Regions from separate parts of the Mus musculus genome. Here all the other regions are linked to region 5. Evidence: chromatin contacts called from public Hi-C, HiCAR-type, HiChIP or PLAC-seq and promoter capture Hi-C data. All regions are on one chromosome and are shown on one strand. The core of a region is the stretch at or near the end of the contact, and the rest is flanking DNA. Distances in the headings are between cores, read along the strand shown. Region 1 holds the start of Tmcc1 (transmembrane and coiled coil domains 1). Region 2 holds the start of Zfand4 (zinc finger, AN1-type domain 4). Region 3 holds the start of Alox5 (arachidonate 5-lipoxygenase). Region 4 holds the start of Dcp1b (decapping mRNA 1B). Region 5 holds the start of Csgalnact2 (chondroitin sulfate N-acetylgalactosaminyltransferase 2). Region 6 holds the start of Marchf8 (membrane associated ring-CH-type finger 8). Region 7 holds the start of Adipor2 (adiponectin receptor 2).

Region 1 (3,769 bases), core at 965-3,464, 1.9 Mb after region 5:
ACAGGACTGTAGCTGCTCCCATCATTGATGTTGTTCGATCAGGCTACTACAAAGTTCTGGGCAAGGGAAAGCTCCCTAAGCAACCTGTCATCGTGAAGGCCAAATTCTTCAGCAGAAGAGCTGAGGAGAAGATTAAGGGTGTTGGAGATGCCTGTGTTCTGGTGGCTTAAAAGCCACACCGGAGGTTAATTAAATGCTAACATTTTCAAAAAAAAAAAAAAGAATTGTTTTGGTGTCTCTTCATTAAGACATTTAGCTTTTTATTTCTTTTCTTTTGCTTTTAAAAATTAAGTATGGCTAAGGAGAGAAGTATAACAGGTAGGTTACCAGTCTTTAATTTTAGCTACTCAAATGACAGTGTGGATACTGTAGTTTGAATCTGCAAATCCCTAGATGAGTAAAATGTTACCTTTTGTTGGTTAATGGCCATTTTTACATCTTGTGAAATACTTACCAAAGCTTTTTGCCTACTGTTTTATTGGGTTGTTTGTCCTATTATTTCGGGCAGAGGAGGTAACTGTGTAGTTTAGCACTTACTTAGCAGGCCAGTTCAATCCTCAGCCCTGAAAGAAAAGGCCTTACATCTCCTAGACTAGACAAGACTTTCATTGGATATACTCTACTTCTGAGTTCATTTATCATCAGTAATTTGCTTTTTTAATTACTCAAATGTTTATAAACAACATGAATTTTGATAAAATTTAACTTATCAAATAATGTCATGGTTCATGACTTTAAAATAAATCTTTGCCTAACTCAGGGATACAAAGACTTTTCTGTATTTTCTTCTTTCTTTTCAGTCTTATCTTTAGGTTTATCACCCATTTTTTAAAATCAGCTTATTATTATTATTTTTTACAATGGCATACATGCTTAGCCTTCATTTTCTGATCATTTTCCTTGGTGGCTTTATTCATGCTGCCCCTTACATGTGCAAGCTCATCCTCACCACCCTCCAATCTGAGTCAACCCTGCCACCTCCTTCTCCTTCACCTTTCCTTTAATTTATCAAAATGTATATCCATTTTACTCCCAATGTTTTTCTCTATGAGCACACTGCGTCCTTGCTTTCACCATCTTGCCAGTTGCTTCCTGAATGACCTCCCTCACCCAGGCCACTTTTCACATGGCTGCATAATAATTTAAAATCAGACATAATAATCAAGTTCCTAGCCCTGCAACCACGGCTGAAGAAAAGCTCAAAGGCTTCCTGAAACTCTCAGAAGTCCCAAACCTTTTTTATCTACCTCTTTTCACGTGCAGTCTAGGTCCTGACTGCAGCACCCTGACCAGTAGCCCCTTAGCTCCCCTTCTGGCCAGGCCGTGTCCTCACCCCAGTGCACTCTTTGCAACTTAAGGATTGTTAAATTGGACTGTAGCTCCATCATCCCCAACTACATTTCGCCCATTTGGTCTCCATCAGCTTTCAAACTTCACGAGCCAATGGACTCTGTTTATTACCGTTTTCCACTCACAGATCCTCCAATACCGGAAGAAGCTTTGCCATCTTAGTGACGGACGACTGAGTTAGAGACATCCCGATAATTAAAGAGATGAGCTACTAGGGGTTTTGTCATTGACCTAAAGCCAGTCCCTAGTTGGAAGGCCCTGGGAGTCAAGGTAGAGAGAATTGTGCGACTCGGAGGAGTGGGTCCCAGAAATTAGCTTTAGCCTGTTTAGCAGGACAGCTGGCCTGAGTTACTGAGGCTCTGAGGGCACCCGAAAAGCAGAGAAAGGGGCTGAGGATACGTGGGGTCCAGAGGTGGAAGAGCCGAGAAGCTGAAGAGCCCACGGTCCGAGGGGTTGAGAGGCTAAAGAACGACAAGCCGAGGAGTCGAAGAGCCGAGATGCTGAAATGCTTCAGCGTCTGAACTGCAGGAACGGTCAGGAAAAACTCTGGCGGAGGATGCCGCACCACCTGCAGCGCCTCCGCTTACTTGACCTGCGCCCGCGTGGGGGGGTGGGCCTGAGGCGTGGCTACACCTCTGGGTCGGGTCACGCCCCCACGGCGTGCGCGGTCCCGCTCGGCACCGCCTTGCGCATGCGCTGTCGGCGGGAGGCGGAGGTTGTGGGCGGCTGTGGCGACGGGGTGCGCGTTCTCGTTCTAGCTGTCGTTCCCTCGCGCTGGTTCGCGCTCGCGCGCCGGGGCCGTGGCAGCGGCGGCGGAGGCGGCGGCGGCAGCGGCTGAGGCGGCGCGGGGGGCGGGCCGGGAGGGGGGGGTGGTCGGGGTGGGGATGGACCGGGCGCGGCGGCGGCAGCTGCAGGAGCCGGCGCTGGAGACCGAGCCGCGGCGCTGGCGGAGACGCCGGCTGTCCGTCGTCTCTCCACCGGTGAGTAGGACTGGCCCAGGCCGTGGGTGGGGACGGGCGATCTCTTTAGCGCGGCCCGTCGCGGTCGCGGGGCCTCCTCGAGGCCTGGCGCGGATCGGACCTCTGGTCGCTCTGGCGGCGCCGAAGCCCCGGGCCTCCGGCCGGACCCCGCGTCTCCGGGCCTTCTGCCTGTCATTGGGACAACCCCCGCCCCCGCCCCCGCTCGGGCACTCTCCCCCGCTCTCCTTTGGGCAGAGCTGAGCGAGGGGCGTGTGAGGACTCGCGCCCAGGCCCAAGGCCTCCTGGCTAGCCGAGGTCTGAGAGTCCTCCCTCGTCCGGCCCTGCGGTACCCATAAGTTGGCCACCGAAAGTCAGCCCTTGCCACCTGAAACCAGTCTTGCACCTTTTGTTTTGATTTTGAACTCGTGGTTTAACTTGGAGGAGGAAACCCGCTGTCCTGCGAAGAATAGGTGAGATGGGAGTCTAGGTGGTTAGGATGCCCTTTATTAACCCTTTTTGTGGAGAGCAGGGGGCCCGCAGTGAGATGCATTTCGCTACAAAACCTGAGATTTCAGCCTCAGCCAAAGTGTGGACGGTGTTGGTCCAGTGATTCAGTGTCTGTCCCACTCCATCCCTGGACAGCGTTGATGGAGGTTCCCCTACTGGATCTGCTGCTGGGGCTTCTGGAGGTAGCCCACTTGAGCTCTTGGAGAATATCTCTCTGTGCTCTGGTGTCACGTTTTACCTTAGTCTTCATAGATCATAACCAATGTCCAGGCTTAGGTTTTATTGGAAAAAAAAAAAAAACGACTACCATGCACCCCTTCTAAAATGGTTGTTGTCATAGCCTGACATAGTTGTCAAAAGATCCATGTGCACATGCGTCCCTGGAATTCCTAAATTGGCTTTTCTTTTAAGGAAAAAAGAAAAATAGAAAGAAAACAAACACAGTAAAAACCCCAAGATTGAAAAAGCAGGTAACAACTTTAGAATATAGCACAAGTTTGATTTGTTCCTCTCCCTGTCCTGTATCTTAAATTTTAGAAATTAAACTAAACCTTTGTCTTTGAGTGTATAGAATTTGCATAAAGAAATTGTCACAAAGCTTGGAGGAAAACCTTAATAGAAATGGTAAGATATAAAATCCTCCAGGACCTGGGGTCTTACCCCCCAACTTTCATTTACAGATTGAGACTGAAATTGTGAGTGGGTGGTAGTTTTATCAGTGTCTCGTAACAGAGATACTTAGAGGTGGGATTTTAGATCAACAGTACCTTGCCCTCCACCAACAGAATTGGTTGTGTTTTTTGAACTTACACACCCACTCTCTGGCTAGTAGAGAAAGATTAAAAAGCTGCTTCTGGTTTGTGGGTGGTAACCTTTTAATTTCTAAAGAATTCTCATCTGCTTACAGACTAGATAGTTGATGAGCCCCATAGGAAAATTCTAGATATTAAAAA
Region 2 (4,299 bases), core at 556-3,055, 1.9 Mb after region 5:
GATTCACTACGCCAGAATTCTTATAAATCATGATGAACACGTATACACAGATACTTCTACTGTAGAGGGGAGTTTTCATAGTTCTAATATAAAACATTCTTAGGAAGCTTGAATTATGCAGATAGCTAACGCTCCTTTAAAAAAAAAAAAACGGCATCACAGGAAGAAACATTGTTGCTAAGAGCACAGTTGTTCTGAGTGGAGTTGCACAACATATGAACTAATGAGAAACAAACAACAGCAGCAACACAAGGACTGTGCTCCCAGTACTGTGGGTCAGAGCTGCAAGAGTACACTACGCAACAGTGGTACTGTTTGTATTTCACTACTCACTCTTACATCACTCATGGTAAATGTGAAGCCAGGTGATAGGGTATTTCCTAGCACATATTAGGCCCTGGGCTCAATCTGCAATTTCACAAAAACAAAACAAAACAACAGCATTATAAGAAGAAAAAGAAAAAAAAAACAGCATTATAGTGAAATACGCATAGGCAACATGTAATCCTTCAATGCACAGATCTGAAATGAGACTAACGTGCCTATAAGTAGAAGAAAATCAGCACAGCAGTAGGTGCATCATCAGTGGTACAAGAACTCCCAAATGAAGTTTGGTCCCAGTTAGTGGCATAATTTCCAATACACAAAAAGAACCGAGGGTGGTGACCATATCTGAAAGCAATTGTGTTGCATACTTTTTTGTTTGGTTGGTTGGTTGGGTTTTTGTTTTTGTTTTTTTCGAGACAGGGTTTCTCTGTATAGCCCTGGCTGTCCAGCCCTGGCTGTCCTGGAACTCACTTTGTAGACCAGGCTGGCCTCGAACTCAGAAATCCGCCTGCCTCTGCCTCCCGAGTGCTGGGATTAAAGGTGTGCGCCACCACGCCCGGCTGTGTCATACTTCTCAGCAAAGGAAATTAATGTAACAAGACAAAAGGTTGTGCTGGCCGGCTAAACCACAGCAGAATATTACATGGCCTAGTGGAAGCTCAAGTGGGCCAATGACCTAGCGTACTAAAACTGGGTCCATTGAGGCCTGCAAGCATCCTCAAAGTGGCCCGTGGTATGCATGAATGAGCACTGGAAAACCAATTGACAATAAAAACGTATAGTGATGTTTAATAATATAAGTAAATAAAACGATGATTAAATTGCTAATTTATCTTGAAAACTGTTAGAGAAAAATCAAAGTGAATTTCCAACATTTCTTTCATCTTTTGAAATGTCTAAAACCAACCAACAAAAGCGGCAATAACTGCACTCAAGGGGTAATTTCAGTACCTTGGCCTTTGCTTCCTTCTCGTCCACAGGAACTTAGTCACACGACGAGTTAGTTTTTAATTTTTCCCCCCAACATAAATATACCCACAATATGTTGCAGCCTTTTAAAAAGGTGACTCTTGTCCTTTTACAGATGTGTGAAAATCGAGCTACAGATTAGAACCACACTCTGGCCTAGGAGCGATGCACAAGTGCGGGGGTGCTGCCCTGGGGCCACAACCAGCAGGGACCACACTCAGACCCAAAGTCGGGTCAGCAGCACCCCGAGCCACGGGTACGACCAATTTGTCCGTGAGTCCGTAGGCAGAGAAGCACGGGTGTGACCAGGCTGCAGCTGAGGCGGGCGCACCGGGGCAGCGAAGACGCAGCAGGCCCTTCCACCACCCGCCCTCCCTCCGGGCCGCGCCGCGCCCCGCCCCGCCGCGCCCCTCACCCGCTCGCCCTCCGGTGGTCGCGTCCGCCCGCTCGCTCGCTCGCCTGCCCGCAGGCGGATAGGAGTTCGCGCGCCCGAGACGCCGGCCTACGCTGGCCCGCGAAGCTCCGGTCCCGCCCTTTGTGACACCGCTCACCAATCGCCGATCAGCGCTGCCGACGCCCTCCAATCAGCTCGCGAGGGGCGGGGCCTAGTCTTCCGCGGCTGGCGGTTGCTCGGACGCCGGGGTCGCACGGGCTTTCAGGAAGGGTTGTCGGTTAGAACTGGCCCGTATGTTGACTCTTTATAACTGGTTGCAGGACCCGTCTAGGGCAGGGTAGGAGACTGGAGACGGGGCACAGCGTCTGGGAAGAGCCGGCACCAGAGTGGCTGGGGCACTTCTAAGGTTCTTTGGGGATAGGAGGGTCTTTGGCATTTGTTATTTACTCATGGCCTAGGACACTTAAAAGGATGTCCATGCTAGTCACCCTTTTCTTGTACTCCACGTTCTCCTAACATTTCTGACTCAGTTGTGTCATCTGTAAAATGGGAACATTTCTATATGCCTTTTGCATTTGAGCAACTATTTGAAGATTATAGGTCAAACAGTCTCAACCTGAGCTCAGATCCCGTCCTACTTTTGCTGTGCACCGAGCTGAAGTGGGATATAAACTGACTGGCTTTCTGACTACACATGCCTTCCAACTAGGTTGGGCCCCTGCTGCTTCGGTTCCTTCATAGGAGGTTCAACTCAAGTGTTTTACCAGGAGGACTGCAGAGGACCATGAAAGCGCTCCCTCATAGTCAACTTGCAAAAGAACCCTGGCCCTGATCAGTCTTCTCCCACCCTCTCATTATCCTCCGAGACCTGAGCCACTAGTCTCCACAGTTTCAACTCCTCGGGACTGAGGTAGATGGTATGGTGAGGCCTTTTGTCAGCCTCTTGCTCTTAAACTCAGCCCATGACTGGGCTGATAACTTCCAACTCTATTGAGGCCAGAGCCATGATGGTAACATGAACAGAGCCTAGGAGGACAGTGCCTGCGCAGGACATCGTGATCACTCACAGCACTCACGTGCTCTAGCATCCAGTGGATGCGCTTAAATTTTATTTTTTTAGCTTAACATTTCATAACCTCATCAAACCATACATCACCAGTCATAACCTACCATTTTAAAGGGCAGACAAAAAGGTCTATTCTCAACAACAATCTTGCAATTTTAGTACTGAAACCATTTACAAAGGAGGAAACAAAAGCTATGAGAGGCAAATTTTTGCCTACAGATAAAAAATCCCATTTCCTGTCACTTCTGAATTCTGACTGGGGTAGCCAGATAATGTAGCCATGATGGAGGCTGTGTTCCAATAAAACTTTCTGCACATTATTAAGACAACAGAGGACCACAGTTCCCCTTACAAGATTGCAGACCCACTTTTTGGGAATTCAGTAGAAAGCTCTTCTCATGGGCTTAGAACCCATAAATGCATAACCTTTCACGTGCTAGACCATCACAGCACCCAGACCCACCGACAGAGCAAACCCTTCAGGTCTGGTGCCTGACCACTGCTCGATCTGCACTCCCTGCCCACACATGAAGCCACAAAGCAGTGTCTCCTGTTAGCATGAGCTTCCATGCACTCTTATTAAGTAAGAACAAACCTCTGTGAAGCGTTTATTTTTTATTTGTAATTTTAAGCATAATTAAAATCAATGCAGAAAAATATCAGCTACATTGGGTAAAGGAAGTGAGTGAGTATCTGCTTGTAAGCCCGTGAAGACAGCGTTAGGAGAGCACGTCACTACGTGAAAAACAGAATGGGAGGGTGAACTGTGAAGGCCCCGCATGCTGCGCATGCTCTACTGGCTTCCGAAGGCATTCAGGGGGTCATCAAAAATGCTGGCCACTTTGTGCTCAGATCTTTGTTCAGATGCTGCCTCTGCAGATTGGCTTTTGGGTTTGGATGCTTTAGCCTGGAGGCCAGAGGAGAAAATGTCATCTTTAAAAAGAAAAAAAGAAAGATGTTAAGACAGGCAAACAAGAAAATGGGAACTTGAGACACATGCACACAAACTGTAAAGCCCAATTCTAATAACACACTAAGACCACCAACATCGAAGTCAAACCTCTTAGATTCTGGGCCTGGCTCAGTTGGTGGCACCCAACTTTTGTAAGGACATATGAACGAACATCGGGTTCTTTCTGAACATAAGTTTCTAGCTACAGAAGTGTGTCTGCACTTGAAGTCAGAAACAGGAGGGTGGAGCGGTTCTCCACCTCAGCGAGGGCCTCACCACCTGGAACTGCTCTTTCTCTCTTTCTGCCTTCTTTTCACTCTGGATTTTAAGAAGAGTAAGAATGTACAAACAGAAATCCAATATAGGATGCGCTCAGAGCGCACATCTCAGTGGTAAGAATGGAGTCTGGTTCCACTCATATTAGTGCTTCAGACTCAGCTTAGCTATGCTCTGCTGCTTACCACGTAATTTTATCAGCAGGGTTCTACTGCATCAAATTCATCCTGTGTACGTAAAGACATAATGAAAGACCATGGCATTATCTATATCAAACTAGAGATCTAGATTGTCAATGTGCTAATGGCTAACACA
Region 3 (3,964 bases), core at 1,119-3,618, 1.7 Mb after region 5:
TGCTCCCATTTAATTCTCTTATCTTAGTTTCCCCTGGATGAGGCTATACATTTCCCCTTTTAATGAAAATAGATTCCTTTTTCACATAATATATCCTGATTACAGTTTTCCCTCCCGGCTCCTCCCCTCCCATCCAGATCCATTCCCTTTCTGTCCCTCATTAGAAAAGAACAGGCTTCTGAGAGATATTAAAATATAACAAAAGCAAATATGATAACAAGAAACAAAAATGGTCATATTGAAGTTGGATAGGGCAAATCAACTGAAGGAGAAGAGCCCCAGAATCAGAGACCCACTTATTCTCACACTCAGGAATCTCATAAAACACTGAACTGGAAGCCACACTATATACTCAGAGAACCTAGTATAGAGCCATGCAGGCTCTGTGCATGCCACTGCAGTCTCTGTGAATTCATATGTGCTTTGCTCCTGTGGATTTAAGGGGCCTTGTTTGTGTCTTCCATCCCCTCTGGTTCTTACAATCTTTCTGCCTCTTCTTATGTGAGGATTCCATGGTCTCTGGGGTTAGGGATTTGAGGGAGACATTGCATTTTGGGTTGAATGTCCCAAGGTCTCTCACTTTCTGCGGAATGTCTGACTGTGATTCTCTGTATTTTTTTTTAAGCTGTCTAAAATTAGGTGTGGTCCACACCTGTAGAGGAAAGTGACTACTCAGATACGTTTTCAGTCACTTCCTTGGCCAGCAGAAGCCAGGTCTGCTTTGTCCGGCTGAAGGGAGAAGGGGCAGGTTCATCCTGTTGCCATTGCACTGGACTGCAGAGGGTCCAGGGCTCTCACAGACACGCCGCTGCATGAGTCAGGTAATCATGCCACCAGCAAGGGGAAGTAAGGGCTGGTCCTCTCTCTTCCCTTCCCTTCTGCTTTTCCAACCACAAACACCTGCTTTCCTGGCAAGTTACAGGTTCCCCAATAACAGAGGACTAACAATAACTAAGGCCTGTGTCCAGCTTCTCTGTACCTCACAGTGTGCTGAACTAGGATATGAGCAAAACACAATCCCAGCCCCCAAGCAGCTCATAATATGATGGGAGAAATGACGACAGAGCAGATCCCCTTGGGACAGATGACAATGTGACAGTAAGTGTGAGCAGCGGTGATAGGGTAGCAGTCAAAGAGAGGCAAACAGATTCACAGAAGAAACAACATCTGGGAAGGAGTTTGCACAAGATCTAGAGGTACAGAAGGAAGGCAGGAGAAACCACCCAGAAGGGAAGGGAATGTGCCAAGGATCTGTGGAAATTAGAAGATTCAAAATTTCAGAAGAGAGCTCACTTAGACTGTGGCATGACCAATGTATGGAATGTAGTCATTCCATCCAACATGAGCAGGGTATTATCGAAGGATTTTGTAGATTTAATTGTTATACATTGTCTCACTTGCTAGGTGAGCCCCATCCAATCAACTGGAGGGCAGGAAAAGCAGAATGGAAAAAAATAACCAAGAAGTAGTAGCACAGTTTATTACAGACAAATTAATGCTGCCCATTGTTCCACTGTAAATTAAGGAGGGTGCATTGACCGCCTACCTTCTAGTGACCAGCTGCTTTCCCTTCTCTCTATGGCAACAATGTTATGCTTTTCTGAGCACAGTGGGATAGCCCTCCTCACCTTCCAGCAATCACTCTCCTTAAGGTTTCTTTTCTACCTTTACCCAAAATGCACAGGTAGGCTCTCACTGAAGAGCATCCCACTCTTCCCTAAGACTCTCAGTCTTAACCAACTCCTTAAGCCATCTCCGGACAAGACAACCTCCTTTCCCATCACAAGTCCGCTCTCAGCAAGCATGCCATTAAAGTTCCAGACAGTCCCACAGGTGCAGATTAGGAGTCGCCCACTCGGGCCACTACTTTCTAAGGCTGGTTCCCAGTACCACTAACCATTTCCCCCAAGTTTGCTCCCACCCCGCGCCTCCCAGTACCTTGCCCAGAGAGAGAAGGTTTACTCATTTTGTGAAGAAACCAACATTCAAGTTTCCTTGGGGTCCACCGTGGAGCTACAGGTACTCTCCTTGTGGGCTTCAGACCCCCTGCTCTAAGTGTAACTATTGCATACGCTGTGTGCTGCAACTGAATGAGGACACAGGTAGTTCTTGAGCTGACAGTGAGGGACACTGAAACAGGCAAGAAGCCATAAAGATGGAAGAAATAAGGGATTAATTGACTAATGAAAACAAAAATGCATGAGGGATAAAAGCTAGGTAGAGATGGGGCAGAGGAACAAGGGCTTCAGCCTATCAGAGATCACTGTCCCTCCAGTGCCACAGGAGAGAAGGATGCGTTGGAAGGTGGGGTCCTGGGACTGGCCAGAGACAGGGGCGGAGCCAGCGCCTGAAGGCAGGGCCGGTCGCAGGGTGGAGCCAGACCCAAGCGCAAGGCTGGCCCGCTGCTGGCCACTGTGGCAGGGAGCTGCCGCGAGTGACAGGGTCAAGAAGTTGGTGGGCTGCCACGCCGAGCTTCGCGGGCTCCTGCTCCCACACCAGCAGCACTCACTTGCCCGGAGTCATGCCCTCCTACACGGTCACCGTGGCCACCGGCAGCCAGTGGTTCGCGGGCACCGACGACTACATCTACCTCAGCCTCATTGGCTCTGCGGGCTGTAGCGAGAAGCATCTGCTGGACAAGGCATTCTACAATGACTTCGAACGGGGCGCGGTGAGAATGCGCGCTTGGGACCGACGGCTGGCAGCAAAGAGCGGGAGGGCGGCGGGGCAGGACAGGCAGGCACCTGAGAACTGTCTGTCCCAGCGCGCTCGTGACCCTATGTGAGCGCATCTGGGGATCTGATGCAGCGCCAGAGTCGGTGCATGCCAGGGCAAGCGAGGCACCCTAGACTTCCTGATGACTCGGGTATCTTAAGGGACAAATGACTTCCAATGTGGGGGACTGATGTGGCTGGCCTCTTATGTGAGAGATGGCACAAACTTTCACCAACAGGACCCAGAATTTGTGAGAGGCCCCTTCACCTCGGGAGTTCTGAGGTCCTAGTGCCCCAGAGTCCAGTACCACTGCAAAGCATAGAAAGCCCTGTTCGACAGCTAGCCATTTTGTGTAGACAGTGTAAGTCCAGGGTAAGTCAGAGATCCAGGATCGGGAGTCAACTTGGGCATAATCACTCTTCTATCCCTACTGTGGACCTTCGTTTACCAAACTAAAAATTGGTTAGGTTTAATCTTACCCATGAGTCATGAGGGAGCCCAGTCCCATTTGGGGGCTAGGAATGAGTCCAGGGATTGCCCCCCACACTTAGGTACCCTACATTTCCTGCACTCAGTCCCAGTGGAGGAATGTAAAGGAAGGAAGGTCTGGCCCGAGCAGCCTTTGGAAAGACTGTCAGCAGGGTGCGTGCAAGAGGACACTTCCTCCCTGAGTATTAGCTTCTGAAGGAAAAAAGGAAGAAAGATTTCCTTTCTTCCCTCCTAATACAGACTTTGGAGTCTGGCAGCCCCACAGGCACTGTGGGAGGCCATTCCGTTTGGATGCTGCTGGTGTGTAAAGTCTAGCCCCATGACTTTCTCTTAACACAGGCAGGTCATGGTTTTCAGTGACCCACTAAGTGCCTAGTACATCAGACTTGCTCAGTAAGTGAGTCTGTAATAGACAGGCACGCTGCAGACCCTTGGGGTGGGGGTGGGGGGTTCCTCTTCCTTCTACTACCTCCAGGTCTAAACTAGGCTTAGGTTTGATTTTACCAGGCTGCCTTCTTATCATTTAGTTTACTATTGAGTCGACCCACATGAACTTGCTTAGAATTAACCATTTGTGATAAGCACAATGACAATTTCATATGCTTCCACTAGATAGATCTGTTCAGCCTAAACCAAGGAAATGATAGTTAAGCCCTTTTCTGGGTCCCAAACTCTAAGCACGACGCTTACATTCCTATCCTGGGACCTGGTACTTTGCCCTGATTAGCAAGCTTCTAACCAGGCTTGAACAAGCAAGCGT
Region 4 (4,154 bases), core at 1,326-3,825, 1.0 Mb before region 5:
ATTTGGCGACACCTCTGCTTCTACTCTGCAGATGCCACCAACACCTTCATCCTCAAAGTTTCCTGATATTGCCAATCGTCACCGGGGTGTGTGTGTGTGTGGAGGGGGGTGCGGGGAATCAAATCCAGCTGAGAACAAATGGTCTGACCAGCTGTAGACTTCATCGACACATTGGGTATTTTGGGGAAGGATTCGTTCCTGGCAGAGAGGAGTAAATTTAGTTCTAAAATTCCTATTCTAGTCATGGCAGAACTATCTTAATCCTTTGTGTGAGTATACGTGTGTTCTGGGGATTAAACTAGGGCTGTGCACACACTGAGCACAGGCTCCACATGCTAATCACATGAGGCTCCACATGCTAATCACATGCTCTACCACTTCACTGATCCCCGGTCCCTTGACCCTCACTCTCTGTGCATTCCTCCTTCTTCCTCTCAACACCCGACGTCGACTTCCAATGTGATAAGGACTCCCTGCCTGTACCTCACCCGTCTTCGTGCCAATCCCTTCCCTTTCATTTTTAAGGATATTTTTATACTTATTAGGTTTACACTGGAAAGGCTTTCATCCGGAGACCTGAGTGATACAGCACGGGGAAACAGCAGTGATGACTTGATTGCCCCCAGAGACTGCTCTATTGTTGAACTAAGTCTCTCTCCTTTGCCAGGCAACCACAGCCTAGGAGATCAGGGCTTTGAAAAGAAATGACCTTTTACTGAGTGAATTATATCCTGTCTGAAGAAAACAAGTCGAGGAAGCAGGAAAACAAAACTCCTGTAAATAATGCAATGTGACACTGGCCTTCACTGGGCGTTTGGTCCACCTCTGTAGGGATTTAAAACGGTTTCTGCCACACAGGACTGTGAAGAGGCGTTAGGAAAACTGCTACCGAGGGGTGGGAATGGTGCACTGTACATTTCAACGGCTTCTGATCTTCTAGCCTGAGCCTCCTGCCGAGTCAACTTACCCCACTAACTCTTACTGGGTCCTACTCCATGTATACTAACTGAATTACCTCCATAATATTAGGTGTGGATTGGCAGGCAGAGGCCAGTCCAGGCAGAGGGCATGCAACTAATAGGTTGCAACCCCTTTGGCATACGTCTATCTCCAAACATAATTGCATTACAATAAGAAGAGTAGCAAAATTACAGTTAAGAAGTAGCAACGAAAATAATTTTATGTTAGGGGTCACCACAACAGGAGGAACTGTATTAAAGAGTCCCAGCATTTGGAAGGCTGAGAAACATTGACCTAGAGAAGTGAAGCACGTTTATGTACAGTATCTTCACATAAATAGAGAAACATTTCAGTGGGGAAACTCCCTTTACTTATATAGGCCCATAGTGTAATTTCCTCTGGTGTCCAAGAAAGACAGCCTCAATTAATCAAACTAGGGATATTCAGAACAATGGATCTCTGCAGATTTCCCCTTCAGGTTTGGCTCTTAGGAGAACAGACATGAATTCTTTGCCTCACTTCAGTTAAGAACTCGGACAAAACTATCGGAAAAGATTCCCGGCCCTGTTTCAGGGGTGTTGGGGATGAAGCAGGTGCCTGCCCCAAGCTCCACGTCCAAGAACTTTCTTCATTCTTTTGTGTGCATGGTTTTTGGGTCGTTCTTATTACAGCCTACTTAATCATAAATCTGCTCAAAAATGAAAGTTTTCTTTGCATAAATCTTGATGTTTGTTTCAGTCTTGGCGAACACACCGGGGGAAAAAAATTGAAAATTTGCAAGGTGTTTTCCATACACCCAATGAACCTTATTAAAAGCATTGGTTATATACTGATGAATATTTGGACAAAAGTCACAAAAGAGGAGGAAATGACACTTTTATATATTCAAAGGGATGGTTTATAAATGATAAGAACCAATGCCTAGGCCAGAACTAATTGGTCTCCCGTTGCAATTCCAGTCTAGTTGTGTGGAAAACTAAACTTCATCCAGTTACTGTAGGCTGGGACTCGGTCTTGTTGGAAATGGACTGAAATGGTTAGGTTACCAACCCTGGCCTCCTACATCCAAGTCTGGGGTGTCCCACCCATGTCCATTTCCTCTTTATTCTCCCACGCTTGCTCTTAGGTGGGTGCCTGCCCTGCATTTCGCACTCCGGCTGCTCCTCCTCCGCGAGGCTGGACTTATCTAAGTTTGGGGCTTCCGGGCTGCCCTCCGCTGCCGGAGAGCTTCTGTCTTCTGATCTCAAAGCCCGTGGCCCGCACTCAGCGGAGCCGGCCACACCTTCTGTGTCCCTCGTCCCCCACCTGCTGGTGGACCCGCGGGTCGCCCTCCACCAGGACCGGCCCCCGCCCGCCTAGCCGTGCCCAGCATCTCCCGCCCTGTCCGCGCCCCGCCTTCCGCACGGCCGCGGCGTCCGCACGCACCCACTCGTTGGCCCGATGGCCGAAAGTGTACAGAGCCACCTGGCTGGCCACGTCCACGATGCGACTGATGTAGGGGTCGTGGCGCCGCAGGGCTGCCAGGCTGATATCGTGTCCCTTCCCAGGCAGGCCACCTGCCGCCGCGGCCGCCATCTTCCCACCCACCCTCCTGCCCAGCCTTCAGGAAGCCCCCTCAATCGACCGCCGAGCGAGCGAGCGAGCGCGGCGGGGCGACCTTCCGGCATTTGGGGACCCGGGCTAGGCTTCGCTAATCGATGGCCGGGTCCTCTCGCGGAGGATCGTCGCCTTGGCAACAGGAAGCTCAGCCCTGCTCAAGGAAGCCCGTTTTATCTATTTCTTTCTTCAGGAGCCTCTGAGCTGTGCCCATTTCCTTCTTGAATACGGCCCACGCCTTTGCAGAGCTCTTCTTTGGCTCTTCGATGACCAATCAAACATAGTCACTCCAAAAAGAACTCTGAGAATTCTTAAATGGGGCTCCCCAATATCCGTGAGGGATTTCCTGAGTGCCTCAGAGGCCTGCAAGGTTATGATTGTCCATGACAATTCTGAGACTTGCATGATGTGTGCAAAAGGACGACTGCACCGGTAAAGAACCAAGGGAGGCCCCAAACTGCACCACTAGCCGGTGTATTCTTGCCGCTGTGCATTATTCTCTGGAAAACTTGTCTGAGCAGCTGAAGCCAGGCGTCCCTTGGTCAAAGTACTAAATTAAAAAAAAAAAAAACAATCTTTGGGTATATTTTTTAAATTAATGTGGGGGAAAAATTAGAAAGAATGGATAACGCAGAGCTGTTGCACGCCATATTTGCCTCTAGGCAAATATGTTCTGCACTTGAGATGGGCTGAATTTGTGGTTTTATTGTAGGTTTTGCTGGGGTTGGAGGGCTTGTTTCTCGAGACAGAGTCTATGGCAGGTTTCAGTCTTTGCTCCTCCTGCCTTGGGGTCTTAAGTGCTAGGACTACTGGGGTGTGCCACCACCCAGCCCAGGGGTTTAATTTTACTTCCACAGAGCATCAGTTTAACATGAAAGAAAGATGAACAAACTTATGGCTATTCAGATAGATTCTGGACAGGCTTTTTCAAAACTAAGATTTTCCTGTTTCTTTCAAGAAATCAAGGGGTAGGTATTGTTGCTAATGATAATTTTTTAGGTTAATTTTTAAAAAAATGGGCCATGAGCTTGACTGTCTCAATACTTAAGTCTCTTCAGATGAGACCTGTGGTGCTATCAATGAGTACACTTCTAAAAGATTATACTCTAATGGGAACTGTCAACATTTGAAAGATATAGCTCCCTTAGCCCGGTCATTCAATGATTTTCAGATAATAAAATGGTGTCACAAACTCACATACAGGTAGGAGATCCATTCAAGGCGAATGTGGATCAGTGGATTTCAGTGTCCCACAAAGTATGAAAGGGTGATAGGACTTCAAGAAACTGCACTTTGTCAAATTTTGATATATCATCAAAGGATATTTATAGTTACATGAACAGATCATTAAAGTGGCATCCCTTGTACCATTACATTGTCTTTGTGAGGCTAGGACTTGTTCATTTATGTGACTTATTAAGTCAGTTTACACTTGGGATGATGAGAATCTGGTAGTTGCTCAGTGCATAAAGCTGAGTGCCTCACGAGTTCTAACATGGCACTGAATACCTGGGTATCTGGGCAGCTGCTGGTCCTTACTCAACAGTGGAAGCCTGGAAACACTGGTTCTCATAACAGTATCAGCATCAAACCAAGCC
Region 5 (3,912 bases), core at 922-3,421:
ATCTTGAAGGAAATTGCTACATAACACCCTTGCAGTGGCTCCCTTCTGTTGCTGTGGTAAAACACTGACCAAAATCCACTCAGAGAGGACAGCGTTTGCCTGACTTTCACTTCCACATCAAAGGCCATCATCACTAAGTCAGAGAAGTAACTCAGCTAGGAACGTGGATACAGGAACTGAGACTGGAGCTGCAGAGAAAGCGGCTTACTCCCTTGATTTCCATGCTTTCTCAATGTACAGTCTTATACAACCCAAACCGCTTGTCCAGGGGTGGTGCCACTCACAGTAGCCTGGGCAGTCCCGCATCAGCACTTCATCAGGCCAATCTTCTGCAAGTCTTCAGCTGACGATCTGTTTGTGTCAAGGTGACAAATGACAACAAGCACAACCTAGACTATCTTCTGCCTTTTCATTTTCTCTCTGGGAACTGAAGAGCCAAACTGTAGGTTTGGGAAGAATTCAAAGGTTCAGATGAAGAGCTGGGAGACATGCCCACTGCCCAGTGTATGCACCACATAAAAAGTAGGCTCTGCCTGAAGTGTGATCTAGCCCAGCATCTGTGAGGCTAGAAAAGAAAGAAAAAAACGAAATGCCTGAAGTAGATGGGTTGCAGGGTTCTAAAAAGTGGGGTGTGCTTGAATTTGGTTACTGGGGACATTTATTTGTCTTTTTGGAGACTTTACATTCACAAGTTCAGTTAGAGCCCATGTTTGGTACTGAGATGCCAGAAACTGCAGGGGAGGTCTCTCTCATTCTTTCCGCCATAGTCCCCATCCTATTTAAAGTGTCCCTAAGGAAAATCCAAGCATCTCTATGGCTGAACATGAGTCTAGAGGGCACATTCGAAAGGTCCCTACATCTGTGGACTTTCTTTTTGTTTGAGATAAGGGCTCAATGTATATCCCAGGCTGCCCTGGAACTTACTAAGTAATCCAGGAAGGCCTGAAAAATATCATTTTTCTGTCTCAGCCTCATGAGTGCTAGGACTATAGGCAGATGTCACACCTGGCTTCTGGGGACTTCTCAGAAACTGTTAATGAAATGTCAAGTGTAACGTAGGCACACAGTAGATGTGGGCTTGGACTAACAGTGCCAAAGCTGGAGTCTGGCATCGTGGCTCGCTAAGATTTCAGTGAGGTGCCATTTATATCTACTTTATTAATACATTAGAGAATTTTTGCCTTATCTTGGAAATTTAGCAGTGCTGGGCACTTAACCATTTGCTAAAGGTCCCCATGTTCCAAGTCTCCTAGGAGAGAATTCTCCTGCCTCCCTGCACTCATACTTAGGACTGTGGCTGGTAGACAGCAGGCAGCTAACCCACGTGGACTGTCTTTTGTGATTGTACTAGAGAAGATGGATGTCTGAGGGGACTTCAAGGTGCGTCCTAAAGAAGCAGCTGTCCAAGGGAGACACTTTGTTCCTGACCACAGCTGGCTCTATTGGCTGACAGTTGTTGAGATATCTTCTGCCCAGATGTTCTCCTCTAATGCCACAAGGGAAATCCTGAAAACTTTAACGGTCTGGATCACCTACTTCTAAGATAGGCTTGCTGACTGCATATCCAGTCTCTTTCCAACTTTGCCAGTGTGTGCTTTTCTGAAAAGGCTAGACTTCACACACACACACACACACACACACACACACACACACACACACACGGTACTTTACATGCAGCAAATGGAATTATTTATTTTAAGTAAAAACACGTAAGGACCTCTTCAGTGTTCAGTACCGATCTTCCCTGAGCAGAAGGCATGTTGGCTATCCTCAGCCTCCCCGCTAGTCAGCTCTGCCAGGTTAGCACTTATGTGACGATTAGCCACATGCGTGTCTAGTTAAGTGTCTCTAAGGCATGATGTTCCCAGGCTATTTATCCCACAGGGCTTGAGCACCCATCTCAGTTGTTGTTTGTTTGTTTGTTTTTAGATGAATCAACTGTCATCTGTGGAGCTTTCTGTGCAGGGCACAGGACAGAAGAGGGAGGAATAGGCGTGTCCTAGCTGGAAAGAGAAAGGCCTGGCCCTGGAGGGCGGGACTTGGCAGTGTGGAGGGCGGAGCCCGGCTGCGGTGGGCTGGGTCTGGCCCTGGAGGGCGGAGTCTGGCTGTGGAGGGCGGGGCCTGACCGCGGAGGCGGGCGCGCCACAGCAACCCAGCCTCATTTCCCTCATTTCCTCGCGCGCGCCGGAAGTGGCGGTGCTCCGCGGCGGCGCGCCGGGCCGGCCCCGCGCAGGGCGCTGGCCAGGTGTGCAGGTCCCCAGAGGCGGCGACGCTGAGCGGCGGGCGCGGTGAGTACCGCCGTGTCCTGCCGCGCCTCTGGGCAGCGGCCGGTCCCCTCGGACGAGCCCTCCGGGACGCCGCTGGGCGCGGCGCTTCCTTGACGCGCCCTCCCGAGGCTGGTCCCGTTTTGGAGACCGCTGCTGCCAGGGACCGCTGGTTTGCGTGTCAGGTTTTTTTTTTAACCTCCTCGTCATCATCTCTGCTGAGTGGCTAAACTTTTTACTGTGGGGTTGAACGCGCCCACTGGCAGCAGCCCTCCTGCCTCTGACAAAACGCTCCCCTTTAAAAGATGCTCTTGGAGTAGGAATTGATGATCGCCGGAACCTGGATAAAAACCAAAAACGGAGAACTGTCAGAAGGACCAGATAGTTTAGAAAATTCCTGCATTTCTGAGCAACTGGCTGGGTAATTTGTCAAATACCACAGCGGTACTTGTGTTTGTGATGATGACATTGGCGGCATGACAGTTTGGTTACAAATCTAACGCTTTTCTTCTTAAGTCCTCATTAAATCTGAAGGTGTGCTTTAGCTTGTTTTTGAAATGTACATGCAGTGTCCTGACAGTTCATGCCACTGAAGGCCCCTGGGCCTTTAATACCTTGGGGATTAATGCCATCTCTTAAAGGTGCATTTAAAAAAGCACCTCTGATTTCCGAAGTAATAAAAAGGTGTTTTATGGCATAATATTCGGGAATATTTGCTACTATCTTTTTTAAATTATGTGACTAAAAGAATATAAAAAGGGTGTTGTGTTTTCAGTATATGAGGCTTAGAAGTGTTGATATTAAACAACCAGCTTTAGTTTCAGATAATTAAGAAATTACTGTTTATCCATCTACACTCCTTTTGTAGTGGTATAAAATATAAAAAAACGTCAACAAATGCATGAAAATGAACTGTCTGTGAATCATTACATGCTTCTTACCTTGTCTGCTGCTACACACATCAGATTTTAATTGTACAACATTCCCATAGTGCTCTGCTTCTTCCAAATAGGTTACCCCTGCTTCCCCATTAAGAGTTCTGACTTCTTTCATCAGCCATTAGTTTGGACTATTTTAAGCTTCATGTTAATGGAGTTAATATATAGTATTCTCAGAATATTGCTGTGGAAGTCACTGTTCGTGTTTTTTGATATGATATCATTCATATCATGGTATGGTGTTGATAATTCTTTCTTATAGTGTAATGTGCCATTCTGTGATGTGATTGTTCTTCTGTTCATGAATGTGTGCTTCCAGATTTGTGTATTATTTGTTTTAGGTTTTAGGGGTGTTATAACATTCTTGTGAATGTCTTAGTATGTGAATACATTTCTGTCAGATGTAAAATGGCTGAGACCTACAATAGGAAAAAAATTACATCCTAACTAACGTGGACTCTTTCTTTTTTAAAAGATTATCTTAACTAATACAGAAGTGAAGGTTGGTTTTAAAAATATGAGTTAAGGCATGGTGGTGCACACCTTTCATCCCAGCACGCAGGAGGCAGAGGACAGTGTATCTCTGTGAGTTCCAGGCCAGCCAAGAATATATACCCTGAGACCCTGTCTCAAACACATGTATAGTCATTAAGCTACTATTTGCACTTTGTATTGGCACAAGTGACCATCTTCTCAAAGACTCATTTCAT
Region 6 (3,756 bases), core at 829-3,328, 1.8 Mb after region 5:
AGAAAGAAAAGTGAAGAAACAGAACATGGTAGAGGAAAAAGAGGGACAGAACTCCTGTGACAGAAGATGCCCTTCAAGCAGATGGCTCACCCAACAGTAAAGAGGGCTCTTCATTTCTCGCTCCCACTGGTTGATTGTTTTGTTATCCGAGACTGGACAAAGGCCCTGTGCGTGCTACGCGTTCCCCCTGTTACAGAACCACATCTGCAGCCCCCAACAGGGAAGCTTAACAAGAGAATCTATTCCATCCTGTCTGGGCCTTGAACTAATTTCTCCTAATGCTGGTTTAAATGACATAGCCATGCTGGACTTAAAACACTCACATTTAGCAACAAGAAGCAAGGAAACCTTGTCTTCAAATAAATGATAAATTTGTTTTTAGTTTAGGTACATTCCACATATTTTGTGTTTACCTAAAATTCATATTTAATTGTGAATCGTGTGTTTCATCTGACAATCCTGGATGTAGCCAAGACATGCAACACAGTTTCATCGTCTGCCTATACTTAAAGAGAAGGTAAAGGAGGGAGTTGTCTTGGAAAAGACAATGTACCTCACCTGGGTGTCACAGACATTAGACGACCAACAGCCACCTCCTCACAAAGGACAAACTTTTTAAAATGTGTTCTCTGCCTCTATCTTCCCACTGCCAGGATCACAGTGCGCCACCGTGCCCAGCGATTTTCCCTGCTAACATCAAAGTTCAGTACATCTCTTATCAATAAAGTCTCCAGAAACAAGAAGTTAGGAAAGTACACATGGCTCTTTATTTTAACTTCCTCAGTAATTTCACACTCTGCATACCCTCATTCACTGCATCCAACAGGATATTTCGTTTGATTTTATTGAACATAGGGTCTCACACACTGAATCTCTCAAAATGCAAAATTTTCTTGCTTCAGATTTTCAACATTTAGTTTTTAAAAAAAAAAGTGTCCACATCATTCCATGTATAGTTCATACATTCTTTTTCACAGCACGTGATTTGAGTATTCTAAATGAAGTATTCCACTCCCATTTTGAGTAACTAACCAAGCAAGTACATGTGAAGTCTACTATATAGAAGCACGATTGCAGTCCCTCCTGGGGCTGATCAGAAATACTGCTGTTTTTTCCAAGAGATAAGTTATATATTTATTATTTCTCTAATTGCATAACATATAATCGAACAAAATAAAGAAAAAAAAAAATAATGGGAAGGGCCATACTTCATACGTATCTTGAGACATCATCAAATTAACAAAAACATAAAACGACAAAAAAAAAAAAAAAAAACCACTTCATAATAAATCTTGACAGCTGTATGACCACTGTGTGTCTTTACGTGGGGGAGACAAAGAAGCAGAAAAGGGCTGGCTTTCTTTCTTCCTTTGTTGTTGTTTTTTTTTTTTTTTTTTTTTTCAAATGGGCTTTCAGAGAAGCGTGTTTTCTTTTTAAGGGAGGTTTAGCTGCGTTAAAGATACGTGAGAAGAACGTGAGCCATTATAATCCTCCCCTAATAAATTCCCTATTTAAAAAAACTTGACTCAGATGAAGGAGTCCAAAAAAAAAAAAAAAACATTTTTAAAGACGAGCAAATGGGCGGCGATTAAAATGTAAAGCAGCCTACCTACGCTTTGCCTCCAGCGCTTCTACTAGAGCAGCACCGTCCAGACGCCACGTCAGGCACTCAGACACCAGGAATCCACACTTCCATCTCGGACGGACGCGGAGACTGAAGCAGAGGCAGGGAGGGAGGGTTGCCCGGTGCGCGCCCTCACAGCCCAGCCCGGGCAGGACTTCACCTGAGAGAGCCCGAGACCTTCGGCCGCCCGCCGATAGGGTGACCGGACCCCGCCCCGCAGCACGCGGCCTCTCCCCGGCCCGAGACCTCCGCGCACCCACCTGTCGCGGCCTCCCAGCGGCCACACCCCTGGTGGCCCGGAGCGCGCGGCCCCGCCACGCCGCACCTCGGCGCGAGCAGCTCAGGTGGGCGCGGAGCTCCACGCGCGGCCCGCTTCCTGCATGACCCGGGCCGGACGCAGCAGGGCCGCTGGGTCAGCGCGCAGCCTACACCACCCAGCGAGAGGACGCCGACTGACCGGTCACGTGACGCGCCGGTCACGTGCCCCGCCGCGCCTCAGGCTAAAAGCGTTGCTTTGGCGACCTGGGGCGCTGGGAAGGCGGGGTAGCGGCGGCGGCCGCCTGGTAGACTGGCGCTGGGTGAGGCTGCTGGTAGACTCCGCCCGGCTTCACCTTCTCAGTGTAGAGAAAGGTAAACCTTCCGGTGCGCTAGCAAATGAAGTGGGAGCGAGAACTACGCGGTAAAACGTTTGTGTGTATGGACGAGCAGGGTTTTTTGTTTTGTTTTTTCTCTCACTCCCTAACCTAGAGAGACTCTGAGTGTATATGGTATGGATATGTAAATATGGTATTCATAATTTTTATGAGGATATTTCTGTCCATGTAGACAAGACGTATTTGACTCTACTTTGTCTACATTAAACTCATCCCTGATTATACCTGTACACTGGTGTTGTGACTTGTCCCCACCACAGTACTGTTGGTTGGACCCAAAGATTCTCTCAGAAGCTATCATTCCTAACTTTTACAATTTCTTGACATTCTAATTTTCCTAAGTCACATCTTACAGAAGGAGAGGTTTTGGCCACTGGCAGTTTTATTTATCCAATAATCTTTATTACACGGTACATTCAAGGTATTTTTTTTTAAATTCATGAGAGATTTGTAAGGCAATCCCTGCAGTACTCCACGATTTTCTATTGTCTAGAAGTAAGTCTGTTGGTTTAGCTAATCAGGTTACTCAGCATACTCAAATATGCTGGTCAGTTTGCATACTATGCTGTTTAGAGAGCAAACTGTCAGGAGACAAAACATCTGGATCCATGTAGCAAAGCAAAAAATGGGTCCATTCCTGTAGATCACCTTGAAAGCAACATTCATCTAGAAGATGGAATGGTGAATTTTTTTCGTGCAGATTTTTGCTGTGGGAAGCAGCAGCTACAACCTGAGAGAATCCTCCTGCCCTGGTGGCAGGCTTTCCTATAAGGCAGGACTAAACTTCCATTAGTGTCGTACATGGGCAAGAAGAGTCAATTAAGTGATTTGGGGGTGTGGGAGCCTGCCATCCGAAGTGACAAAGATTTCCAAGTTCTAGAAGTGTCTGAGTAGTTGTGGAGCTGGAAATATTATTTAGGCAAAGCTAGAGTCTCCTAACACAAGGATTCCCTACCCAAGAGATTTCTGAAGCCTCTCTTCATCTAAAACAAAGCTCTGAGTCCTGAGACCAAAATCTTGCATCTGTCCAAACAAGGGAACAAACAGGAAGTGGGAAGAAACCTCTGTACTTAGAAGGTAAAGCTGCTAAAATAAAGAAAAAAAGCAGTTGCTTTGAGGTGACCATTTGCTCAATGCAAGAAGCCTCGTGGCCTTTGGTAAAAATCCTCCTGTCTGTGCTAAAGGGGATGACTTCCCTCCTAGACTGTAGATCAGGGGATGCCAAGTGAGGCATGAGCCAGGGGGCCAATGTTACCCTACAACTAGTCACACTCAACTCTTCAAATGCTTAAGCACACGTTTATCAGTTACGGGTTCCTTGCAAACAAAAGATGCTGTTACAGTCGATGTTAGTGTGCATGTGTAATTTCTGCCCCAGGAGGTTTTCAAGAGATCAGGAATTCAAGGTCAAGCCTAGACTACATAGTTGACCTAAAAAAAAAAAAACAGTGACAAAATATACTGCTGGTGTCTATGATC
Region 7 (3,901 bases), core at 832-3,331, 1.2 Mb before region 5:
GGCATGTGTGCTGGCTGGCTCAGCATGGAAAGGGGAGGCTCTGACTGATGCTCTGACTTCAACTCTCAGACCCGCATAATGGAAAGAGAGAATAGATTCCACAAAGCTATCCTCTACCATGGCAGAGATGTAGGAGGAGGCTTGCCTAAGCATCTACAGGGCCCTAAATTCAGTCTCTAGTGCTGCAAAAACAAATACTCAACACCAGAAGGGAGATTTTGATTTTGAAGATTCATAGCTGATATGGGGAGATACTGAACATTGCTGAGTTCTCTGTGATGTGTGAATAGCCAATCAAGAGACAACCTGTACAAATCAACAAGGGCATAGCCAGGGAAAGAGATCTGGAAAAAACAAATCTGCTTTGAAACATTTGGTGATGCCATTTAGGTAAGGATAAGGGTGAAGCCAGTTGGGCAGTGGGACTCAGGAATGTCCCTTTGAGGGTAGGGAGAGTGGCAAAGATCCTCATTAGCTGAGAAGGTGTGGGTGGGCATTTTGAGGAAATAAGGTGGTTTGTTTCATCATTATAGAAGCATCAGAAATTGCATGTAGTGATTGACAGTGAGATCAGTTCAAGAGGCCAAGCTGAGAGGTAGGAGGGGAAATGGCGGGCTCTCTTAAAAACCCTGTTCCTGGAGACAGAAGCTTTGATCAAAGAAGCATCCTTAAAAGAAAGCTCTGCAGGAAAGATTTGAGAGGGGGTTTTGTTTTCCTTTGTTGAAGCAGGGTCTCATTTTAGCCCTGGCTGACCTGGAACTCATCTTGTGGCCCACGTTGGCCATGAACTCACTGCAGCCGTCCTATACCAGTTCCCACGTGCTAGGAATTAAGGTGTGAGCCCCCATACCTGGTAAGATAATGGTCTATCTTAAGTCTGTCTTCCTTAGGGGATACCTTATATTCAGCCTGAAAAAAAAACTTCTCTTTTTGCCCTATTTATTATGGATCCTTCCCCCCGCACCCCCCCCCCCCTTAAGTTATTGATGGAATCGAGGCTTTTGGAGTGGCTATAGCTTTACCACTGAGCTATATTTCCAGCCTTGGGCCACATTTATAATTCCCAAATGCCTGCATTTGTTTTCTGATGGGAAAGGTACAATTGTCTTTCTCAGTCTTAGTAGCCAAGTCTTTGTCTTTCTCTCTCTCTCCCTTTCTTTCTTTCGTTTCTTTTTTTCTGAGACATGGTTTTACACTCTGTATAGCCAAGGCTGGCCTGGCTCGCGATGTACACCAGGCTGATCTGGTACATGCAAGATCCTCTTGTTTTAACCTCTCTAGTGCTTTTCCTCGTTGAAGAGTTTTCCATGTCTGCTTCCCTCCAATCGCTCAACATCACATTTTAGCTTCTTGGCTATGAGACCGATTGTGGTCTAAAGGCAAGAACAATAAGCTTCCTCCAAGGTCTAAACTAAAGCTTCCGAATTTACTTTGACGTGTATTAAGTTTTGAACTAAAGAGTGTGACAGATACAATCCTCTTACAACTGAACACGAAGAAACCATTTTTTTTTCCTCTGCACACCAGCTCCTATAGTTCCTTGTTCTGGTTCAATAGGAAAGCTCACTCGTAGCAAATCATTCCCTCTGGGTAAACAGACACAATGCTTAAGTCGTTTGCAATCGACCATTGAAAATAATTTTGAATATCTTCTAGAAGTGGTAGGGCATAAATCAATCATACGTTAGTACGGTAATAAAAACAAGCCCTACTGTTTGAGGAAGAGTTGACTAAACGCTTTCGGAATCCTGAAACCTTCATAAGACGACGCCTAGCATTATGTTGGCCGCTGACACAAACACACGCTCCATCCCGAGTCATTAAACCGTGGCGGCCCACTCCCTTCTCAGATCTCTTCAGAAATCGTCGAGGAAGCTGGGTGAGCGTTCCGAGGCACTCTGCCCGCACTGTTTACATTGTGGACCCGGCCGAACTACAACTCCCAAGATGCATCACGCTTCCAAAGCCTCCCGAGGGGAGGCTTCCGGTTTAGGCCAGCGCGGCTGCGCACGGGGTGTGGTCTTACTGGCTCGGCCCGCCTCGTGCGATGCGCGTCACGGCTACGCGCGGGCGCGGAGGCGGGGAGACGCGGCGGCGGCGGCGGCGGCGGTCGCGGCGGCGCGAGCACAGTCCCGACGCGGTACCGCGGTGGCGGCGGCGGCGGTGGCGGCTCCAGCGAGCGGCCCCCTCCCTCCGCGCCCCCCCTCTCCCTCCCCGAGGCGCTGCTTCCCGAGGCGCCCGAGCCGCGCGGTGAGACGGCCGCTAACTCGGGCGAAGGGCTGTGGCTCGAGCGCGGCTTCCCGGGCTCAGCAGATTGCCCGGGTCGGAAGGAGGTGAGGGCTGAGGGACAGGTGTCCCCGGCGCGGGCCGGGAGCGCGCGCCTGGCCGGCTCCGAGCGCGGCCGGAACTCTGACCTGCGGCCGCGCGCCTGGTGCGGGGCCCAAGCAGCGGCCGGGGGGGTGGGGTGGGGGGGGGGGCCGGGGCCGCGCTCCGTGCAGCTGCGGTCGCGGGCGCCCGCTGCCCTGTCCCCGCCGCGGGGCAGAGTCCGAAGCCCCTCGCTCCGTCTCTAGTCGATTTCGGAGCCGGTACCCCCGCGATGGCCGGAGACTGAAATCCTCCCGCCCCGACTTCTAGTTGGTGTCTTCTGCCACTTCTAGGGATTTCTCTGGCAGGCTTGCTTCGGATGGCTTGTGCTCAGCGCGACTTTTCCAACCACTGGGATGGGAAGGTTGCCCTCACCTTTCCTTAGGTGGCGCGTCAGGCTGTCACTGCGGGATAGTTCTTGGGCCCAGTTCTGAGCCCCTTTGGGTTTTTATTTGCCAGTGGTTAGCTTGTTAGAGAATTGCTGGAAACGGCTATAAAATAAGTTTTGATGAGTCCGAGGGAGCGCTAGACCAGACAGCTAATGAGTCTCTTCTTTTGTTTTTTTTGACCTTGATTTAAACATTTGTTTCTGGAGTTTGAAAACTTCACGAGAGCGTTGAGCAATGAATTTTTGATAAATGACATGACCACCTGGGATTTGGTAGGTACAATGCTTCATTGGTGGTTTTAGTATTTTAGTGGAAATGATCTTTTAGTTGCATTTATGTTTTACTCTGGTTGTCTCATTTAAAGAAAAAAAAACTTTAAAAAAATTAAAATTATCCAGTTTATTATGGTGTGTTTCTGTGTGACTCCTGTGTTCATGGCACACGTGTGGAGGTTAGAGAACAACTTGGTAAAAGTTGATCATCGTCTACGTTTATGTGGTTCCGGGTATCGAACTCAGGCGGCAAGGTCTTGAAAATTTGCCTGGCAAGCATACTCTTTAGCCATCTCACTTGATGGCCTGTAATTCTTGTGTTGCTGTGTTCATTGTGTTTCCCCAAAGCAGAATGCTTACCCCTGCTCCCCAAGGAGCAAGGTAAAAATACTGCAGTCTTTTAGGATTTTAAAATTTATTTGTTCATAAAACACTTCCCAACTAAGTGTATTTGTTTTGTTTGTTCGTGGGTGAGGGTGTGCAGGTCTCACTCTGTAGCCCAAACATTAAGAATCCTGCTTCAGCCTTCTGTGTGTTAGCATGAATCACCTACCATGTTGTGAAGACAGGCAGGATCAATGTAGTTCAGGCAAGCTTTAATTTCTAAATCTTACCTATGAGTCCAGAATCCTGGTATGGACAGATGCTCTACTCAAAGCCCGCCCTCCCTTTGACATGGTCTCACTCTGTAGCCCTGGCTGTCTTGGAACTCATGTAGATTAGGCTGGCCTTGAACTCAGAAATCCACCAGTTTCTGCCTCCCATGGGCTGGGATTAAGGATGTGCACCACCAATACAACTCAAAAAATAAAGCTCAGAGCCTTAATTTTTTAAAGGGGGAATTATGTTTGTCAGTTCTAAAGTTTCAAGTGTCTT

What was found. Promoter capture Hi-C pulls out the DNA fragments that hold promoters and counts their contacts. A called contact is a pair of places that touch in the nucleus more often than the background predicts. HiCAR-type assays count read pairs that join an accessible place to other places. HiChIP or PLAC-seq counts read pairs in DNA pulled down with a chosen protein or histone mark. Capture Hi-C pulls out chosen DNA fragments and counts their contacts.
Region 1: a promoter capture Hi-C map of liver shows a contact between it and region 5, with 2.9 times the contacts expected there. The contact joins the promoter of Tmcc1 here to the promoter of Csgalnact2 in region 5. A contact is called at or near these places in 9 of 39 promoter capture datasets (the 3T3-L1 cell line, 3T3-L1-derived adipocytes, the C10 cell line and 6 more) and 1 of 9 other capture datasets (embryonic stem cells).
Region 2: a promoter capture Hi-C map of adipose tissue shows a contact between it and region 5, with 3 times the contacts expected there. The contact joins the promoter of Zfand4 here to the promoter of Csgalnact2 in region 5. A contact is called at or near these places in 6 of 39 promoter capture datasets (the 3T3-L1 cell line, cranial neural crest, hippocampal neurons and 3 more), 1 of 115 datasets of contacts at active chromatin or transcription factors (astrocytes) and 2 of 9 other capture datasets (adipose tissue and liver).
Region 3: a promoter capture Hi-C map of liver shows a contact between it and region 5, with 2.7 times the contacts expected there. The contact joins the promoter of Alox5 here to the promoter of Csgalnact2 in region 5. A contact is called at or near these places in 2 of 39 promoter capture datasets (both in liver).
Region 4: a Hi-C map of B cells shows a contact between it and region 5, with 6 read pairs. The contact joins the promoter of Dcp1b here to the promoter of Csgalnact2 in region 5. A contact is called at or near these places in 1 of 39 promoter capture datasets (liver) and 2 of 484 Hi-C or Micro-C datasets (B cells and embryonic stem cells).
Region 6: a HiCAR-type map of astrocytes shows a contact between it and region 5, with 6 times the contacts expected there. The contact joins the promoter of Marchf8 here to the promoter of Csgalnact2 in region 5. A contact is called at or near these places in 6 of 39 promoter capture datasets (the 3T3-L1 cell line, cranial neural crest, frontonasal cranial neural crest and 2 more) and 1 of 115 datasets of contacts at active chromatin or transcription factors (astrocytes).
Region 7: a contact with region 5 is called in an H3K27ac HiChIP or PLAC-seq map of microglia, with 7 times the contacts expected there. The contact joins the promoter of Adipor2 here to the promoter of Csgalnact2 in region 5. A contact is called at or near these places in 3 of 39 promoter capture datasets (cranial neural crest, maxillary cranial neural crest and pre-B cells), 1 of 484 Hi-C or Micro-C datasets (B cells) and 3 of 115 datasets of contacts at active chromatin or transcription factors (the 230-238 cell line, microglia and pancreatic cancer cells).

What each region holds. Positions count from the first base shown.
Region 1 is chr6:116,191,819-116,195,587 of GRCm38.p6, reverse strand. Tmcc1 (transmembrane and coiled coil domains 1) reads left to right here and starts at 2,214. Exons shown (of 6, transcript NM_177412.1): 1 at 2,214-2,330. It also overlaps the pseudogene Gm8213.
Region 2 is chr6:116,261,725-116,266,023 of GRCm38.p6, reverse strand. It overlaps Zfand4 (zinc finger, AN1-type domain 4), which reads right to left and starts at 1,805. Exons shown (of 10, transcript NM_001309446.1): 1 at 1,712-1,805. Washc2 (WASH complex subunit 2`) reads right to left here. Exons shown (of 31, transcript NM_026585.3): 31 at 3,353-3,689. The coding sequence ends at 3,550.
Region 3 is chr6:116,459,582-116,463,545 of GRCm38.p6, reverse strand. Alox5 (arachidonate 5-lipoxygenase) reads left to right here and starts at 2,368. Exons shown (of 14, transcript NM_009662.2): 1 at 2,368-2,671. The coding sequence starts at 2,522.
Region 4 is chr6:119,173,674-119,177,827 of GRCm38.p6, reverse strand. It overlaps Dcp1b (decapping mRNA 1B), which reads right to left and starts at 2,575. Exons shown (of 9, transcript NM_001033379.3): 1 at 2,386-2,575. The coding sequence starts at 2,535. It also overlaps a transcript of Cacna1c not described here.
Region 5 is chr6:118,137,399-118,141,310 of GRCm38.p6, reverse strand. It overlaps Csgalnact2 (chondroitin sulfate N-acetylgalactosaminyltransferase 2), which reads left to right and starts at 2,171. Exons shown (of 8, transcript NM_030165.3): 1 at 2,171-2,288.
Region 6 is chr6:116,336,344-116,340,099 of GRCm38.p6, reverse strand. It overlaps Marchf8 (membrane associated ring-CH-type finger 8), which reads right to left and starts at 2,078. Exons shown (of 8, transcript NM_001302383.1): 1 at 1,885-2,078; 2 at 1,610-1,714.
Region 7 is chr6:119,386,914-119,390,814 of GRCm38.p6, reverse strand. Adipor2 (adiponectin receptor 2) reads left to right here and starts at 2,081. Exons shown (of 8, transcript NM_001355692.1): 1 at 2,081-2,333.